Regions from separate parts of the Gasterosteus aculeatus genome. Here region 1 is linked to region 2. The links are chromatin contacts, called in public Hi-C maps. All regions are on one chromosome and are shown on one strand. Each heading gives the region's core, a stretch centred on a gene start, on an enhancer-like site or on the middle of the called end of the contact. The rest is flanking DNA. Distances are from core to core; before and after follow the strand shown. Region 1 overlaps rnf220a (ring finger protein 220a). Region 2 overlaps slc6a9 (solute carrier family 6 member 9).

Region 1 (5,023 bases), core at 134-2,633, 180 kb after region 2:
AAATTGTTGTATTTTCTCCTTTATTCAGGACTTTAGGACAAATATAAGACAAGAATATCAAGTGAAGTGAAAGAAAAAAGTTTGAAAACCTAATTACGTTCAGCTATGGACCGGCTGTGTTTTCATGCATGTAAACAATGAACTACATGTCATCCCACAGCAGAATTGTTATCAGATTTTTGGAGAAATTTTAGTTTAGTTAATACTTGTTATTTAGACAAAAATAGTTGTTCATCACTATATCCCAATGTATGATTTCATCATGGTACGATCCTGTGAAAAGGAAAAGTATTATTACATGAAATGACTGTAAAGGACAGGTGATTATTGGCCATGCTTCACAACACCGTGCACACGCTACCTGCCCCCCCCCCCCTCACACCTCCGTGGACACAACGGGGGTCTGCTCCTGTACGGCTCACGATGGGACTACCCATATCTGTAAAATTGGGGACGTCCGTCCCACAGAAGAATGAGGTCTGAGGACAACGTCTGCACTCTGCTAGTGCCGGGGGGGGGGTCAGGAGGGAGGAGACCCTCAACACTCACATACTAGTGTTCCACAAACCACTGTTACTGCTTTTCACCAGTATCTCATGTTGTCATCTCCCTTTCAAGATATGGGAACCTGTGGCAAGACCTGGAGACCCCCCCCCCCCTCTTTCCCTACTTCACTCAACCACACACACACACACACACACACACACACACACACACACAGTGGGCCAGTGTTCTCCCCCGGGGGGCTTGCCAAGATGAAAGGAGTGGTGGTGAAGGGGGCAGGAGGAGCAGATGAAACGGATGAGATGAGCCGGCTCCTTTTTGTCCACGTTTGTCGGATACTCGTATTCCTACTTTCAGCTTCAGCAGAAATGTATCAACGTCTGACAGCTTGACTTCAAGCACTCGTTGATCTGCATATCACTGATCTTGAATAACCTAGTACATTTCTTAGTAGAAAATGGTAAATGGTAAATGGACTGTACTTGCATAGCGCTTTTCTAGTCTTCTGACCACTCAAAGCGCTTTAACACTACATGACATCATTCACCCATTCACACCCATTCATACATTGCTGACAGGAGAACCATACACAGTGACACCTGCCATCAGTAACTACCATTCACACACTGTAGTCGCAGCTACAGGAGCAATGTTGGGTTAAGTGTCTTGCCCAATGACACAACGACATGCGGGTTAGCAGAGCCTGGGATCGAACCGACAACCCTCTGATTGGAGGACGACCGTGCTCCCCACTCACCCAAACTAACATGTTAATGGGAAATATCACGTATTTGTATCTAATAAAGATATAACTGTTTTTATCTATGAGACGCTGGGAGTCTGTTTGCTATCCAACACTGCCACTCTGTGGAAGGTTATTGTCCCTGCAGGACGACAGGTTTGCCCCCCCCCCTCGCCCTGCAGCATACCCTGTCACCACGACAATGCAAAAACTAAGACGTACAATTGAAGAAACTATCTATCAATCTTTGATGCTTCTGTGTCAATCTAATAGTCCAAACTTAACACACATTAAACTCTTAAGCGTCTTTTTTACATCTCCATGTAATCCCGTGATGACTTGTGGGTAATTCTCTTGTGAAAGGTCGGCACTCAATGCCATCTAACAGAAAGGGTTCATAAAGGGCTGGAAATGTCTCCACGAGAGCCTCGAACACAGAACCAAACCCTCATAATCGTCTCAGGGCTACAAGGAGGAAATAAATGATCAATATAATTACTCATACAATGGTTGTTTCCTAATATTGATATGAGTAATGATATTGATTATTGTAAATAAAAGTCTTCACTTGTAACAATGCCCCAAGGTACAAATGGTTAAAGTACTCAACATGTTACTTCTATTAAGTAGTCAAGTATAATCAGCAACATTTCAAATGAATTGAGGAGAAAGTATACAATTGCTCAGAATGAAAATACACGTACCTCAACAGGGAGTTTGCATACCACTGGCTTGCTGTCAATGTTCATTTTTTTTTTACAAAAGCGTCCTGCCATTATTTTCAATAACTTTAAAATGCCAATAATATTTGTCAAACATTTTGTCTCAAAAATGTCTCATTTATTGCACCCGCTCCCTTTCCCATTTCCAAACTTTGTATTATGTAACAATAGTCCCGTTTTCGCTCATCTAAAGCATACAATAGAATACGCACAAAGGACTTATCATCTTGTGCCTGTGGTTTTGGGTGGAGCGAGCTGAGGGGCTAAATGGCCTTAATGACTCTGAAGCAGCCTTCAGGGGGTTCTTCTATCAACTCGTTCAATTTCCTGCCGCTTTCTGCAGGCGCCTCTTGGATTGATGTCCTCCTACCTCGGGCACAAAACACAACAGACGTGCACACACACACACACACACACAATCACACACTCTGAACTGGCCACGTATTGTCTTCATCCATCCAGTAAGTAAGGTGGCTGAATCAATATGTAGTTTGTGTCAAACGCACACACACTGCTCTGTAGGGAAAACAGTTGTGATGATTTTAATTGTTAAAACTACAGCACATATTCTACTTGCATTAGTGACTCCTAACGTATTACTGAATACACTCTTTGATGATTGGAATCATAAGTGACTCCAGCCTGTTAGAATATATTCATAAAATGTTGCATGAGCCTATAACACCTCTAATTGTGTACACTTGCCATTTCGACGCAGAACTTGACCAACATACCTCCACTCATTAAATCCAGGCTCTGCTTTTATCAACGTGGTGGTTTTGTCAATGCGAGGAACTACTTTGTCAAGTGGAATGTTTGCTGCACATGTGGAAGCTGCAGGGCCGCGGGCGGAGGGATAAACGCGTTTCAGGTATTAATAAATCACAATTGTAACAGAATCAAACAGCTGCTTGGGGCCCTTTAGGAGTCCGGTGATTCCGTACGTGAGTCGCCCGAGACTCTAGCGTGACGTCATGGCAGCCGGCGTGTCCGCGCGCCCCAACGAGGCGCAGCTGTGATCGTCAAGTTTCTCTATTGGAGGAAGGCAAACCAGGTCACACGCACGCGCACACAGGCCACGCGCAAGTCTCATTGAGCTACTCGTCACGGTACTTTGCCAATGTGAGGGTAAAAAGATGTATTAACGTATATTCATAAACGTCTACGTTGTATTTGGTAGTATTTTTTTAGTGCGAACATGCTAACTGCGAGCGGAATGTTAAGCTAAGCTAAAGGAGCTAAAGTCCTGTCATATTTCATTTTATTTTGCGGTAACATTAGATAGATAACATACGAAAAAGTACCAGCCTAAAATAACTTACTTATGAGACAACATCGGGTAACACTTACAGGACTTTGCGGTAACGTCACCACCTGCTGCCGCGGGGCCGCGCATCAGGGCCGCGCGACGGGGCGGGTGAACGGGCCCGGATGCGGATCCGAGTGCTTGTATTTCATGTGACACGAAACGCGCCTTTTCAGACAAATGACACACAAAACACAAACTATCAAAAATGCACATGGACGGAATAGGGGTCTTCTACATTAAGGCCACCTTCTTCAGCTTTATTACAGTGAACACAGCAACATTCCTCTTATTTTGACAGCCACTCACTCGGTGAGTGCGCGCGCACCAGAACACTCGCGGTATTTGAGAAGTTTTATTTTTTCATTTTTTTTCAGCATTTCTTACAACAATACAGACATCACAGAATACATAGTTTTACAAACACAAAGCACCACCACCGTGGTTGCTGCTGCAGCTGCTGCCGTAGGGGGGGGGGGGGGTCAATGCTGCGGGGTTTGCTGACGTTGCCAGTTCAGTCGCAGCCCGTCCTTCTTATCCAGAGAGCTCCCTCATCCGAGAACCTTCCCTTCAGGAGTTGCTATCTTTGGAGACCTTTCCACAGCATTTCAGCAGTATGAGAAAAACAATGGACAAGGCTCGCTTCTGAGACATGACAGGGGTGAAAACAGAACGTTTGTAGACTGGGATCGGAGGGTGGTGTTACTCCTCCTGAGGAGGTGAAAAGAAGAAGCTTGTCCATAGTAAATCTTGGCCGATGGGAATCTCTCCTTTCAATAAAACAGATCTCTCCTTGCATCATTCTTACCTTTTTTTAGTATACCTCTGCAGAAAAAAATTACACCACCTAAATCTGGACCGTCTAGTCTCGAGTAGTTTTTTATTACTTACATCTTTTATTCCTGTACAGTGAAATAACTGATCTTCAAATGATCTTTTTTTTCTTCTTAAAAATACAGAAGGCTTATTTTATTCAAGCCATTTTTTCCCGTCCCAAACACATTTCCCAGGCCCTTCCAACTTACAACAGGACTTTGATATTATATACTTCTGTATGTATATGCGTGAGTGTGTGTGTGTGTGTGTGTGTGTCTTTGTATGTGTACGTGATCTCTATGTCATTTACATCCAACATTGTAAACATACATAGAACTATATTACATGTGCTTGCACTGTATCTTGGAGGGGGAGAAATTTTGGTTTACTTCACTAGAACACCACAAAAGGAGGAGAGAAGAAGAAGAAGAGGTGGTGGAGGAGTAAAACTCCCTTTTCAAAGTTGTGTGGTTATTCTCAGTTTGGTTGAAAGCTCGGTTTTAGTGGACAGGCCCTTTTTTATTCTCTTAAGCGACACGGGGCATGAAGATCAGAGCTTCCTGTCCCTCTAAGCTGCAGAACAACAACAACAAGCTTCCTGTCGAGTCCTTCAGGTGGAGCTTGTTTTCCAGCACCGTCGAAATGTTGAAGAAGAGCCATTCTGTATCAAGAAATTCCTTTCAGGTCGAGCTCCGGCAGCAGGAAGCTACGAGATCTCAGCAGGGCATTAGCTGGGTATTGGGGAGGGGGGGGGTTGGAGCTGATTCCCTCCGTGTTACATGTATATCTGCGAGGCTGCCAGTGGTCCCACTCTTCATCCTTTCTTTATTTTTTGTTTTGGGTGGGAGGCCACGCTGCCAGTCGGAGAGTCGTTGAGCTCTGCTCAGTCTTTTCTCTTCATCCAGCTCTGAACCCCCCAAGAAAACAAAAGAC
Region 2 (5,271 bases), core at 1,901-4,400:
TTATGAATGAATTTATAATATTATTGCTTATTACACCTTCGAATATTAGAAGCACTGACTCGTAATCCCGCCTTATGCACCGGTGATCAGACTCACAGTAAAGTTTATCGCTCAAAGCCTGATCTTCTAAAATATTTTAAAATGTATGGCGCTTGTTCCAAATTCACATGAGAGCCAAAAGCAGCATTATCTTACCATAAACATACATGACGCAGATACACATGATGCAGGAGATGACGACCAGAGAGAAACTAGCAGCGTAGTTGTCCATCAGCAGTAGCCAATAGATTCCCGCCTGCACCCAGAAGATAAAACAAAGTCACCTTCATGACAGAAGACGAGTTGTCTACAAATGGACTGTACTTGTAAAACGCTTTTCTAGTCTTGCAACCACTCAAAGCTCTTTAACATGTCATCATTCACCCATTCATACACAGGAGCCCATCAGTAACTAACATTCACACACTGTGGTCACAGCTACAGGAGCCATGTTGGGTTAAGTGTCTTGGGACCCATGGACATGTGATTTCGCCGGACCTGGAGTCGACCCGCCAACCCTCTGATTGGAGGACGACTGTGCTCCCCACTCACCCACCGTCGCCCGCTCAAAGACGCACTCTGCTCGTGGGCAGGACTTACCCGTGTTGTTAGCGGCACTCCCAGTAAGAATCCAATTATGGCCACCGAAAGTGTCACAACGGTCTTGTTCCGGATGATCCAGTCGGTTCCGATCTCATCGACCACGGCCGTCACCAGGGTCTCCAGCAGACAGAACTACCGCAACAGGGATGAGGTTTGTGGGTTAAGTTCAATAGGACGCTTTGGACGGCTGCTCAAACTCCTTCCTAAATGATGAGAATGGGTTCACCAGGAAGGTGAACCAATACGAGACCTTTTTCACGTGAACAGTGACAGTTAAGTGAACTTAACTTCCGCTAACGTCTCAAACTGTGGGAGGTCAAATTACACAATAAATGTTCAGTAGATTTTACATTTCTATATCCACTATGATGTCAAAGCTTTGCTAAGGTGTTTCTGTGAGCAGCTACATATTTATCCTCACACCTCACTTTTGTAGTTAGCATTCCACCAATTATTTTATTTGGAGAGGGTGTGGCATCAGAATTTCAAGCACTAAAGTAGATTGTCAAGAATAAAAGGGCTTTTATATTTACCAGCTAATGGTAATATAATATAATTATATATATATATATATATATATATATATATATATATATATATATATATACACAATATAATAATAGTCTACAAGCCAGTTAGAAGTGGTGCTTTTAGCTAAACGCTAATGTTAGCATGCTACCAATTTTAAAAGGACAATGACGTTCACATTGTCTTAGAAGCCCTACACACAAAGCAGAACCTACGCTCATGGAGCAGTTCTTTGTTTCGCAGGTTTTTTGCAGTCCGAAGGTCCATTTGATTTATCAAAGTTGAAAGCAAAAGGTTACGGAGGATTGCAATGTTCTCTGCATCTTTGACGAACGCTAACTCCTAATCACTGCTCTCTCGCTTCCTTCTTCCTCATGGAAGGACCACAAATGCCTTATTACCGTCACAAAAAGCAAAGGAAATTGGGTCAACGCAGAGTTAAATGTAATCCCTCACTCTTACTAGTAAGCTACTACTAGTAAACACACAGTAGGCTACTGGTCAAAAGTATGGTTGGACGGTTTCCCAGCCTCACCTGAGTCCCCAGTCCCAGGAGGATGAGCATGAAGAAGAAGAGCAGTGACCAGAGCGGTGAGATGGGCAGCAGAGTGAGGGCTTCTGGATAGGCGACGAAGGCCAAGCCCGGCCCGTGGTCGGCCACCTCCGACACGGGGACGTTCAGGTTGTGGGCCATGAAGCCCAGGATCGAGAATATGACAAAGCCGGCATACACGCTGGTTGCACAGTTGGTTATGCTGATTATGATGCTGTCTCTGTACGAAGAGAAGAGAAGGAACTACATGTTGGCCATTAAGTGATGAAGAGAAGAGAAGGAACTACAAGTTGGCCATTAAGTGATGAAGAGAAGAGAAGGAACTACAAGTTGGCCATTAAGTGGAATCACCGTTTACTGAAGGTTCAGGATAAGAGAAAACACACAGTGGTACTTTTCCATAGATCACGCCACATGTCCTAATTAACTATGAGGCTATTCAAAGGCTATTTATGAGTACATCTTTACTCACCACCTTCATTGAACGATACACCGAACATCGAGAGTTTACTTCATATGTTAATTACTAAATTAGAAGGAGGTGCGAAGTGAGAAGGGAGCCAAATTTAGTGATGGTTAATTAAGGGGGGTCTGAGTTGTAAGTTTGCTACCCAACTATTGACGAAAAATAAACGCATGATAATTCAGTCGCCTTAATCCATATGGGTGTAAATCATAAGTTTCATTGCGATACAATTTCAATCCATACAAATAGAATGCAAATTTTGATTTCACTCAATTGAGACAATATTAGACAATATTGTATAACCTAATCAGTTACATTTAAATAGACTGCCGATTAAATAGACAGTTATGCCTGGTCATGATAGGGGAGGAGGTGCGCAAAGAAGCAAACTGCTGTCCCAGGCGTGTGGAGGCTCATCTTGAAGATGATGACCCGCATTGATGTTTTCACCACGTCAACGATGTTGGATTGTTGATCCCTGATTCAATGTATAGATCCAGTTACACCCCTAGCGATGAGGTGGTGGTGTTTCAGCAACCGACTACAAAGGTCAGAAACACCTGACCAGCCTCCCAAACCTCCATCAATCATGTATCTTTCCATGTTCACTAAACCCACACATGATGATATCAATATTTCAGGCATAAGCTTAATTTTCCAATCAAGATGTGTTGCTCCTCGAGAGGATTTTGACAGGGATGAAGACGAGGCAGAGGCCAAAGATCAATGCTAAAAGGTGCCAATGGGCTCTGGTCCATTTCTTCCCATGAAGATGCCTAGCAGTCTTTGTCCTGAGAAGCAGCAGTCTGAGCTGCATGCTGCCGATCTCCAATCAGCCCGACTCAGACTTGGCTCTGTTTGCTCACATTCCCCATTCACAGAAGATGCCTCCGATCCCCCCCGACTCCCTGCACTTCGGCTCGTGCACCGGCTGGTGGGGGTGTTGCAGGGGGGCAGAGGGTGCGTCCACAGGCACGGGCCTGCAGAACGCAAGCTGATTAGACCGCCACACAGCTGTGTGCACAGATAGCACAACTTTCGAGCTGCTGGCAGAGGGACAAATATATCTTCAACCGCTCCGCTCGTGCATCCCGCCCCAGCGGCCCTCGCTCCGTCAGCATGTGTGGACAGGCTCAAGAGAATAAATGACATCTTTTCCTCTCCTTATCGCCTCCCCCCCTTTGAACCGTTTCCTGCCCCCTTTCCTCGCTCCCTTTGCATTCAAGCGTGAAGTGAAACCAGCCTCTTAACATAAGTCCAAAAAAACGTATCTCCGTCCCTCATCCCGTCTTACGTTATCTCACCTTCTCTTTTAAGAGCTTTTGCCCTGACTCACTCCGTCTCTTGCTGGTTCTCTCGTCCCTCTGTACTGAAACAATGTGGTTTATCTCAACTTTCTATCTGCTCCTCTTCTCCGACTCCTTGTGCTTCCCTGATTAGTGCAATTAGTAAGACGTTGGTCTGTGTTGCTCAAACATCCTCTTTGTTTCTGTAAAGCCGACCACGTAAAAAGGCAAAGGACTACAGCAACGTACAGACAAAGAAATCTCTGTCAGCATCAGTGTAGAAGTGTGTCTTTGTCTCCACAAAGCCGGCCCTGCAATGGACAAATCATTCTGCCAGTCCTCGATAATTGTGCAACTATTTGCACAATTTGATTGTCATTACCTAATCCACATTAGAAAACAGTGCCTAGATTACTTTCTGGGTTACTTGAAGTCACAGTTCGAGTTTAAGTCTCTCTTAAGGTTAAAAAAAATCTTCCCACCACCAACGAAGCCGAATTAACAAGCTACATTTGTTGTTTTCAAATGAAGATCTGACGTCATTTTTTATGAAGCCAAACAATTAATGTTATTAATCTGAATAAATTGCTTTTATACTTTCCTTAAATAAAAAGCAGCGTCAGCATATTTTGGGGGGTAAAAACTTTTGACTTTCGAGTTAATCGATTATTCAAGTTGGAAACCATCATATGCAGCAAATACCAGAACATGAAAAGCCGGACAGCATTTTAATTTTAATGAACCAGATAGTTTCTTAGCTGGGAGTAATAACTTACAGGAGTTTCCTCTAGTTGCTAGTGATAACAGTGGCATAACCTCCCGTAAAACCACAACAACATTGTTCTCACACTTTTGTATTTGTTGTGTGAGAAGTGGTGTCGATCTTGTCGTCAAACTTTCAGCATCAAGTGCTTCTTCCCAAAGCGCAATTTCTTCGAGGTGGCGTCGAAGCGGCAAAGGTTGTTCCCGTTAATCCACCGTCTGGAGAACCCACCTGAAGCAGTTGTTGTGGAACTTGTTGTAGGAGGCCATGGTAATGAGCCCCCCCCATGCACAGCCCAGGGAGTAGAAGATCTGTGACGCCGCGTCTCCCCACACCTACAAAGGCCGGAACCCAACAACCCGTCAGAAGTAGAACAAAGAATCCCGCAGCCCGTCAGCTGTGTGTGTGTGTGTGTGTTTGAGCGGATACCTTTGCATCGAGGACCTTATGCCACTGGGGAGTCAGGTAGTACTTGATGCCGTTGACGGCTCCTTCCAGGGTGATGCCGCGGATGAACAGGATGGTCAGAACGACATAGGGGAACGTGGCTGTGAAGTACACCACCTGCGCACAAACACACACACACATAATAGTTAAAATGAGTAACCTTCCTTGGCTAAACGTACAAGTGATAAAACAGTCAAGAAAACAGACTTGCTATGGGAGTATTATGTCTGTTTTCACATGTGGCCAAGCCTTGATGTCTATGAATGAGTGTTATTAGTATGTGTGTGTGTGTGTGTGTGTGTGTGTGTGTGTGTGTGTGTGTGTGTGTGTGTGTGTGTGTGTGCGAGTGAGAGAGAGACTAACCTTTCCAGAGGATTTGACGCCCCTGATGAGACAGAGGAAGACGACAAACCAGGACACGGCCAGGCAGCCCAGGATGGGGAGACGGACCTCTCCAAAGTTCCCAATGTCATCGGAGATGTTCAACACGTAGTGTCTGGGAAAGGGGGGAATTCACGTGTTTGATTATTTCATATTTACAGGTCTTTGAACTTTCAGCCGACTTCGGCCGTACCTTTTCTTTTAC

Evidence for each region. Hi-C and Micro-C count contacts between places; a contact is called where the count stands out from the background.
Region 1: a contact with region 2 is called in a Hi-C map of skeletal muscle, with 2.1 times the contacts expected there. The contact joins two enhancer-like sites. A contact is called at or near these places in 4 of 6 Hi-C or Micro-C datasets (skeletal muscle, tail fin and whole body).

The regions. Positions count from the first base shown.
Region 1 is chr3:5,366,543-5,371,565 of fGasAcu3.hap1.1, forward strand. It overlaps rnf220a (ring finger protein 220a), which reads right to left. Exons shown (of 14, transcript XM_078098667.1): 14 at 3,615-5,023. Among protein-coding and RNA genes, the nearest start is that of klf17, 47 kb to the left of the region's middle. Within about 2 kb of position 1,384, at least 6 of the 9 cell types and tissues checked have open chromatin away from gene starts, as enhancers often do.
Region 2 is chr3:5,181,396-5,186,666 of fGasAcu3.hap1.1, forward strand. slc6a9 (solute carrier family 6 member 9) reads right to left here. Exons shown (of 15, transcript XM_078098901.1): 7 at 5,049-5,181; 8 at 4,668-4,802; 9 at 4,470-4,573; 10 at 1,706-1,943; 11 at 640-774; 12 at 196-295. Among protein-coding and RNA genes, the nearest start is that of lrrc24, 20 kb to the left of the region's middle. Within about 2 kb of position 3,151, at least 6 of the 9 cell types and tissues checked have open chromatin away from gene starts, as enhancers often do.